Linked DNA regions of Capra hircus: region 2 is linked to region 1. A link is a contact called in public Hi-C data. All regions are on one chromosome and are shown on one strand. Each heading gives the region's core, a stretch centred on a gene start, on an enhancer-like site or on the middle of the called end of the contact. The rest is flanking DNA. Distances are from core to core; before and after follow the strand shown. Region 1 overlaps SUFU (suppressor of fused homolog). Region 2 holds the start of SUFU (suppressor of fused homolog).

Region 1 (4,893 bases), core at 904-3,403:
GAGGCTGATAGGGCTGACTTTGAACTTCATCCCCTCCACCACCACGGCTAGGCCTGGCTCATTCAGTAAAACCCCCAGGCTGCCTCTTCCTCCTGCTGGGGCATCTGGAGGCTGCTCAGGCCTGTACAGACTTGTGTTTCTGCCCATTTAATGTATTGCAGTTCATGGGCCTTCAGTTGACTTGAAGGGGCTCTCTTCCAACCTCAGAGGAGGCCTTCTCTGGGCCCAGCTCCAGCAGCCCACAGTGGGCCTTCTCAGGAAGGAGAGGGGGTGAGGCCATTGCCAGATTCTCCCTACCTGGAATGTTGGTTTGATACTGGGACTTTCTGAGACAGGGGAGGCCACTGACCTTCCCACTCGGCCATCTGTGTCAGAACATGCCATATTCCCTGGCATTTCAGGGAAGAACTGCTTAGCTGTCTTAGGAACCAGCTCTGTGTCTTCATTTGGGAGGCACGGAAGGCTTCATCATCAAAGTGATTTGTGAGTACCAAGAAGACGAGAGGGATGGAAAGATGATGACGGTAACCCCATTGTTCAGAGTTTGACCCTAAAGTTGACAGACTCCAGTCTACCAGCCTGCTTTGGGCCGCCTTTTGTTTTCCTCCGCTCCCTGAAACACCTCTTGCAGACCTGCCACCCCTTTGACACCTGTCCCAGTTCAGTTGGGTTTCCTGCCTTTGCTCTTCATGTCTGGAACACAGGTAACCATCCGCAAGCATGGGTACTTCTGGCATCCTCCACGAGAAACCCTGTCTTTGAGGCTCCAGGAGACAACATTAACCCGTTCTCCTCAGACCAAGCTTATGGATTCTGGCCACTGAGATGGGGGGTGGGGGAGACGGGGAGCTCATCCTATACTTCCACGCAGAATGGAGACAGTCACTCTCCAGAGTTGGGATGACTTAAGAACTCTTGAAGAACACATTTGTTTCTCAGTGTTTTAAAGGCAGCACTCATTATTTTGCAAACAATAGCTGTTTTCTTCTGCAATCCATTTCCCTAGATTTTGCTAACTTCTATCTAGCACATTCCAACTTCAAACCACCATGACTAAAGCTGGATGTTCGCGAGGTGGGGTAGGGTGACAGCCAATTCAAGGGGTCAGTTAGAATCTGCACAGCCATACGCGCCCTCCTGCGCCAACCTTTTAAGAGTTCTTGCCAGGGAGTTGTTTGTTACTGGAGAAAGAGACATCCAGTGATGAAAGCTTTCTTTAAACTGAGCAAGGGGCAGAACTGAAGCGAGTATTTTTTGGATCCTATGCCACCCTGGAGTGGTGTGAATTTTCCAAACAGGCTGCAGCAGCGGGATGGTACTACAACATGGTACTGGGAGACAGAGTGGAGAGAAAGAGGGAGGGAATGTGAAGTGGCCTCCAGGCCTCACCTGGAATTGCCCACCTTCACACCTCCTGGCAGCCCCTCTGCTGTGCAGTTTGGGTGGGGTTCCTGGGGATGTCTGGGTAAGGACACTTGAGGGGACCAAAGAGAGGAAGGGAGAGGGAGCGAACTCCTCTAACCACTGGGCTGAACAGCTGGGCCTCCAACCGAGGCAATATTAGCATTTGAAAACCCCTCTGCCGGGGCTGAGGCCTTCCCAGGGTGGGCGCTGGGCCTGAGAGCAGAGGCCGTGGTGGCTCCACACAGAATGGGGCTGAGCATCCGGGGCATGAAGACCAGGCCGGACTCAAGAATGAGCCCATTGTGGCTTTGTCCCAGGCTTGAAAACTGTGACCAAGGCTCTTTCATTGTTAAGAAAGACCGTTTCTTGGCCACAGCAGAGCTCAAAAGTCTGGTTCCCCCAGCAGGCAGGTCTGGGAGGTTGTTAAATACGTGCTCTCTAAACCTTCCTGTGGGTAGTTAAGACCGTCTCACTCCGGATCACACAGGCTGGTGTGTTGGTTCTGGAACTGCAACCTGGGTCTGTCTCCCAGCTGACTAAAGTCAACCCCTTCCCAAACTGTCTGTACAGAGTTGCTTTTCGTCATTCGTATTTCATTTAAACAGTGTAGCTTTGTACAGCATGTATTTTTAAATTGATGTTAATTCTGGTTAATAAAGGTCATAACTCCAAACCTCTGTAGCCTCTTCCCTGTTTCCAGCCAAAGTCAGCTTAGAGGTGGGGCGCTGGAGGGAGCTGGCCACACTCTTCCTTAATCCAGGAGCAATGGTGCCACCTACTGGCAGTTGCTATTAGCTACAGGTTCTGTGGCCTGTCCTGTTTTCTGGTAAAGGGACTTAGACCGAGATGGAAGTAGCAGTGTTCCAGTACAGGAGTGATAACTTGCTCCAGTGCAAGACGCACTGAGTAGGCACACTATTTCCTACTTACAGATGTGGAAGGGCTTAGAGACTGTGATTGGGCAAGTTGCCCAGGGTCACAGGGGCAAATAGGCTTCCCTGGTGGCACTTAGTGGTAAAGAACATGCCCACCAGTGCAGGTTAGATGTAAGAGACACAGGTTTGATCCCTGGGTAGGGAAGACTCCCCTGGAGAAGGGAATAGCTACCCACTCCAGTATTCTTGCTTGGAGAATGCCATGGACAGTGGAGCCTGGTGGGCTACAGTCCACAGGGTCACACAGAATTGGACACGACTAAAGTGACTTAGCACGAGCAAGCACGCAGCAGAGGCAAATGGGACAGAGCCTTCCCACCTGCAAATTAGCCAGTTGGCCAGGGTTGCCAAAGCCAGCAAGAGATTTTAGACGGTAACTGGACAAAACACTCAATACTGTGACTAGTGAGGACTGTCTTCCCTCTTCAGTTCTGATTCAATCCTGCTGAGTTTGTCAGTTTGATATGACTCTTTAAACCTTTAACAGTCTTTGATCCTTGTTTATTTCAGTTTTTAACAATGTTAGATAGACAGCAGTATCAGTTATAAATTATTAACTTTTTTTCATTAAATTATTTTGAAGTTATCAAAATTATCTTCCACTTTATGATGAGCAAGATTGGTTTTCTGTTTTCCTTATGTAGTATAGTGATATGACATTTCCTTTTAAAGTAAGTTTGTTGGTTTAAAAAAGTGAGTCAGTTTTAGGAGGGAAATACAGGTAGGCAATGGGATGGGTGTACACAGATATGTTGAAAATCCTGATGGATGTTACGGGTGACTCAGAAGTGTGGGCAGTGTTGCGCTGTGCCCATCCTCACTGGCTTGCTCCACAACCTTGGGCAATCTTGAGGATCCTTTCCTTTGTAGAAAATGAAAATGGGGTGGGTGATCGTATAGGTGGACTATAGAATGCTGTGAAGTCTGGGCACCACGACTCAGGTTTCTCCCAGGTCAGGCCACTTTACCTATGAAAGTAGCGACCGTCAGAGGCCTTGTTTATTCCACTTTTCTTCTCCCGCAAGATTCTTCCCTTTTACCGGCTGTATTTTCTTTCTTCTTCTTAAAAACCACCTTTACAGAAATATAATTCACATATTCTGTAGTTCACAGCTGTGAGACCATTACCCCAAAAAGCAGCCCAAGACCAGTCACTTCCCATTCCCCCTTACCCAACCCAGCCCTAGGAAACCACTAATCTGTCTATCTCCATAGATTTGCCTACTCGGGACATTCTGTATAAATGGAATCACACATGGCCTTTCATGACTGGCTTCTCACTTAGCATCATGTTTTTGCTATGTTGTTCATGTTGTGGCATGTATCAAAACTTCAGTATTTTGTATTGCCAAATAATATTCCATTGTGTGGATATACCACATTTTATTTATTCATTCATTAGTTGATGGACACTTGGGTTGTTTCCACCTTTGAGCTATTATGAATAATGCTGCTGTGAACATTCAAGTACAAGTCCTTGTGTGGACATGTTTTCATTTCTCTGGGGTATGTACCTATAAGTGGCATTGTTGGGTCATATGGTAATTCCATGTTTAGTATTTCATGGAATCACCAAACTTTTCCAAAGCAGTTCCACTATTTTACATGGGCTTCCTGGTAGCTGAGCTGATAAAGAATTTTCCTGCAATACAGGAAACCCTGGTTCAATTTCTGGGTCAGGAAATTACCCTGGAGAAGGGATAGGCTACCGACTCCAGTATTCTTGGGCTTCCCTGGTGGCTCAGGTGGTAAAGAATCTGCCTGCAATGCAGGAGACCTGGGTTCAATCCCTGGGTTGGGAAGATCCCGGGGAGGAGGGCATGGCAGCCCATTTCAGTATTCTTGCCTGGAGAATCCCAATGGACAGAGGAGCTTGGCTGGCTGCAATCTGTGGGGATCAGAAAGAGTCGGACACGACCAAGTGACTAAGCACAGCACAGCACCACTAATGCAGAGGGGATCCAATTTTTCCAAATCCTCACCAATACTTGTTATTTTCTGAGGTTTTTGTTTGCTTTATTTTTTTATTTTTACAATGGCCATCCTAATGTATGTATGAGGGCTTCCCTCATAGCTCAGTTGGTAAAGAATCTCCTGCGATGCAGAGAGACACAGGAAGATCCCCTAGAGAAGGAAGCAACAACCCATTCCAGTATGCTTGCCTGGAGAATCCCATGGAGAGAGGAACCTAGCAGGCTACAGTCCATGGGGTCACAAGAGTTGGACATGACTTAGCGGCTAAATCAATCAGTGTGTATAAAGTGATTATTTCCTTGGGGTTTTCATTTTCATTTCTTTTCACTTTCTTGAATCACAACAGGTTTTAATTTTAATGAAGTCCAATTTATCTTCTCTTTGTGTGTGCTTTTGGTATCTACCTAAGAACATTGCCTAATTCAAGGACAGAAGATTTACTCTTATGTTTCTTCTAAGAGTTTTGTTATTCTAACTATTATAGTTAGGTTTATGATCCATTTTGAATTAAGTTTTGTTTATGGTTTAGCAAAGGAATCCAACTTGATTCTCTTGGATGTAGATATTCAGTTGTTCCATC
Region 2 (4,893 bases), core at 638-3,137, 66 kb before region 1:
CCTAAAGGAGATCAGTCCTGGGTGTTCATTGTAGGACTGATTTTGAAGCTGAAGCTCCAATAATATTTTGGCCACCTGATGATAAGGGCTGACTCATTTGAAAAGACCCTGATGCTGGGAGGGATTGAGGGCAGGAGAAGGGGACAACAGAGGATGAGATCATTGGATGGCATCACCAACTCAATGGACATGGGTTTGGGTGGACTCCAGGGGTTGGTGATGGACAGGGAGGCCTGGTGTGCTGCGGTTCATGGGGTCATAAAGAGTGGGACACGACTGAGTGGCTGAACTGAACTGAACCACCTTCTTAGTCTAATAAAAGGAAATTTTAGTATACATACAGCTGAGGAACATATTCCTAGAACAAAGGAAAGTATATTGCATAAGGCTTGCTTTTTTTGGGAAAAAAAAAAAGGTATATTTTGTTCAGTTCAGTTCAGTTCAGTCGTGTCTGACTCTTTGCAACCCCATGGACTGCAGCATGCCAGGCTTCCCTGTCCATCACCAACTCCTGGAGCTTACTCAAACTCATGTCCATTAAGTCAGTGATGCCTCCAAACATCTCATCCTTTGTCGTCCCCTTCTCCTCCCACCTTCAATCTTTCCCAGCATCAGGGTCTTTCCCAATGAGCCAGTTCTTCCCATCAGGTGGCCAAAGTACTGGAAATAATCAACAAAATATTTTTGGTTGATTTTCTCATGTTTTTCCTGGAAAGGTGTAAACTTGGCAACATACTAATATTGGTCTGAAGACTGACATTTGGAACTACTGGTATAGATGATCTTTTGGTCATTAAAACATCCTTCATCTAATAGCTTCAGAACTGTTGTCTCTCTCTCTCTCTCTCTCTCTTTAGTAGCTAAGTCGTGTCAGACTCTTTGTGATCCCATGGATTTGTAGCCTGCCAGGATCCTCTGTCCATGGGGTTCTCCAGGCAAGAATACTGGAGTGGGTTGCCATTTTCTTCGCCACAGGATCTTCCCCACCCAGGGATCGAACCCACGGCTCCTGCACTGCAGGCAGATTTTTACCGACTGAGCTGCGAGGGAAGCCCAGGAACTGCTCTAGTATATCTTTAATTTTCATGGGGAGCTAGAAATCCTAGGGACGGGGGAACCTGGTGGGCTGCCGTCTATGGGGTCGCACAGAGTCGGACACGACTGAAGCAACTTAGCAGCAGCGGCAGCAGCAGAAATGACACTGATGAATGAGAAAATGGAATTGAGAGATTATGTGTTACTGCTTTCTAAGGAGCCCAGTGCATTTTTCTCTAATAAATTATTTCCTCTTTTCCTTCATGTTGTGGGGATCTTTAGTTAATAGCCAGTAGTCAGGACTTTCCGCCAGTAGTCAGGACTCTCTTCTATCCTTTTCTCTTGAAATTTCAAGATTATTGAGTGGAAGACATTACTATAAGTAAAGTTATTGCAGGCAGGAAAATAATTTCCAACCCGGTGCCTTAGAAACTAAAAAATTCCGTTTTTAATGCTACGTGGACGAAGGAAGCAATCCATTGTAGCAATCCATTGTTACATTTATGTTTAAATCCTTCTGAAATAAATTAATTAAATAAATCCTTCTGAGCACCGTGTTAGCATAACAGTGACATGCTTTTTGTCGGCGCACTTCCCAAAGCTTTCCTGGGTCCCTAGCACCTCAGAGGATGTCCCAATATCTCTATTTAATCCTGGGCTCCTCCTAACGCTAGGGGGAAGCGAAGAGCCTTGGAACACCCCCACAACTCCGGGAGAGAGAGGGAGGAGGGACCTATTGTCAAGTCACGCCTTCCCTACCTGTGACTGGCACAGACATTAGCCAATGGAACCGGAATAGGGCGCGCCGGCACCCCGCCCCCTGAGCGCCCCGCGGCCCCCGAGGCACCCTCTGGCCGTCTCCACCGCGGCGACGGCCTGGGCGGACAGTGCGCCTTGCGCAGGCGCGGAGCCTAGACCTCGCTGCAGCCCCCATCGCCTCCGGGAGTCGCACCCAAGGAGTTCGCCTGCTGGCGCGTCAGTGCTCTCCCCCTCGTCTGCCCTCCCCGGTCCCCCCAGCACCCTACGCGCCCCGATGGCGGAGTTGCGGCCTAGCGGCGCCCCCGGCCCCACCGCGCCCCCGGCCCCTGGCCCTACTGCCCCTCCGGCCTTCGCGTCGCTCTTCCCCCCAGGACTGCACGCCATCTACGGAGAGTGCCGCCGCCTGTACCCAGACCAGCCGAACCCGCTCCAGGTTACCGCTATCGTCAAGTACTGGTACGTCTTGGGCCGCGCGGAGACCGACAGGGGCGGGCTGAGAAGGGTTAAAGCGCCAGGGGCGAAGTAATTTGCCAGGGAATTGGAGGGGAAAGGAGAATGGTTAAAGCACTTGGAAGAGGGCTTCCTGCTGTGAGGGAAGAAGTTAAGGCTCAAGTTAGGAATGGGGACAAAGGGGTTAACGAAGCCTGCGGGTAGCGACGGGTTAGCAAGGGAGGGGAGGATGAAGGGTTAACTGGCATTAGAAGAATGGAGTGAATTGGGGGTGTCGGTAGAAGCTGAGGGGGCGACGGTCGGAAAGAGGGAACTGTAAACGTGGTGAAAGGAGGGGGCGCCTGGAGGGGGTCATAAGTGGGCGCGGGGAAGCCGAAGGGGGGGCGGCTGAAGTGAGATGGGGGAGGCGAGGCGGGGCCTGAGGAGCATCTGAGAAGGCTTTGGAGCCGCGCGGCCGGAGGAGCTCGGAGCTCGGAGGGCACGGGACTGCACAGGGTAGGGGCGGGTGTGGGTCTGTGGGTTAGGATGTGAGCGTTGAGCCTGTGAGGGGATGAGAGGGAGGTCTCATTTTGATACCTTCCGGATGAGCTCAGACATTCATATCAGTGCAGTGCTTTTGCGTTTGAAGTTTGATGGAGCAGCTTCTCCCGATCAACTTTCTGCTTACTCTGCACAGTTCTCTTACTCCATGCAGAGCTTCCTCTGGCTCCGCGGCTGCTTTGGTCTAGGTCACTGGCTAGAACAGGGGCAGGCTGGGTCAGGGAGATCCATGGTTTGGCTCAGGATTGAAGGAGGCTGCTGTTAACGACGAAGATCCGGAGCTTGGACACGGGAGGATCCTTCAGTGAGATATTAAGAGGAACTTCGTGGTCTGGAGCGCCCAGATGTAGGCAGCAGTTCCTCAGGGGAGCTGAGAGTAATCCCCAAGTAACTCTGTTAAGATCAGACCTATGTACACATGGACTGCCCCTGGGGAAGGAATGGTCTTTTCTCGTTTCCCATTCTTTTTGTAACCTGTTTCTTCGTGCCACCTCTGTTATGGGGACTCTTCTTCATGGTCTTGCTGAACTAAAAGTTGACTAAGAAACTAGTTGAATCTGTACAAAACCACTTTCATGCAGGCACTGTATTAGATGAACTCCTGCATTGGCTCCTGAAAGACTGTTCAAGGCAGGCACTTGGGGTGTGACCAAAGGGGAGGTACCCCCGAAGGGGGAATGAGTAGAGTGGATGTCTTTACTGGTTACCTTCCTTTAGGGCTGAGTCTTTTCCCTCCGTGGCAACCACTTACTTCTTCTGGAGATGGCAGGAGCTGGGCTGCCTAGGGCGGAGGCCAGCTCCCTATGTCTGTGGGAGGATGTGGAGAGGCTGACAGTGTGAAGGGCCTGGGGAGCAACCACCTGCTCCGTGGGGAGAGCGGCAGGAGCAGCCTGCCTCTGTCTGGTAGCCAAAAGGAGGTGTGGCCAGCAGCACAGTTTTCTCTGGCAGGCACGATGTTCTTTGGTTGAGAGGAGTTTTTGAAGAGGTCTTCTGAGTAAAAAGCAGCTCTTGATAACTTAATCACTCATTTTAAACTTTTTATTTATTTTCATCTACAAATTATGGCAATTTTATTTCATTTTTATCATTTTTTTACCATTTACTTCTTTTTCTTGACTTATTGCTATCTGGTATAATTTCCTTTCAGTACATAAACTTTTTATTTTAAATTGGTATATAGCCGATTAACAATGTTTGTGATAGTGTCAGGTGAACAGTGAAGGGACTCAGCCTTACATACACATATAGCCATTCTCCTCCGAATTCCTCTCCCCTCCAGACTGCCACATAACATTGAGCAGAGTTCCATGTGCTATACAGTAGGTCTTTGTTGGTTTGTACCACTATATTTAAATATGTACAGTGATGGACTCTATTGGCATACTTCGTGAGAAAAAGGGGACCTGCCTCTGGCATGCTGTTTGTTCAGGCCTTGTTTGAGTATAAGGAGAAATCCCCTCTCAGACTTGGGCCACTGTTATTATGTCACCCAAGTGGACATGAAGGATAGAGTTGTAAAAGGTGTTGAACACGGGCTTCCCTGGCGGTCCAGGGGTTAAGACTCTGTGCTTCCACTGCAGGGGGTATGGGTTCGATTCCTGGTTGGGGGAGTTCCACAAACCATGAGGTGTGGCAAAAAAGAAAAAGATATTGAACACATGCAAAGGACTAAGATTAGTTTGGGAATCTGCTTTTTCCTCCATCTCCCTGTGAACCTTTTTTCCCATGTTGCTGCAAGTTTGTTAACCAGGTCAGGACTTATCTTAAAAGATGGGCCAGCATCTAATGATGAATAAAAACGATTGTATAGCACTTTGTGAAATTAGAAATGCTGCCTGGATGCAGAAATAAATGAGAAGAAACAGCCCAGGGACTGGTTCTTTCTAAAATTCAGAAGGGGTTGCATAATTAAGTCCTGAAAGTGGTTCACTGATAAACCTTCACATTTAGGATCCTATAAGCCCTCTTCAGTGTTCATAGCAGGATGACTGACTGAGGCTGCCTCAGTTTGGCTATGGCCCAGTGTATTGAGATTCTTTTTTCTTGTGACAGAAGGATGACTTTCTTGACTAGCCAACTGGGACATCATGGCTGAAAGCTGAGGCTTTA

Evidence for each region. A called contact is a pair of places that touch in the nucleus more often than the background predicts.
Region 2: a Hi-C map of liver shows a contact between it and region 1, with 4 times the contacts expected there. The contact joins the promoter of SUFU here to the enhancer-like site in region 1. A contact is called at or near these places in 2 of 5 Hi-C or Micro-C datasets (blood and liver).

Annotation. Positions count from the first base shown.
Region 1 is chr26:28,502,606-28,507,498 of ARS1.2, reverse strand. The region is part of intron 3 of SUFU (suppressor of fused homolog); the gene reads left to right. Among named protein-coding and RNA genes, the nearest start is that of TRIM8, 55 kb to the right of the region's middle. Within about 2 kb of position 2,153, at least 3 of the 5 cell types and tissues checked have an H3K27ac peak or open chromatin away from gene starts, as enhancers often do.
Region 2 is chr26:28,568,273-28,573,165 of ARS1.2, reverse strand. It overlaps SUFU (suppressor of fused homolog), which reads left to right and starts at 1,887. Exons shown (of 12, transcript XM_013975115.2): 1 at 1,887-2,250. The coding sequence starts at 2,069.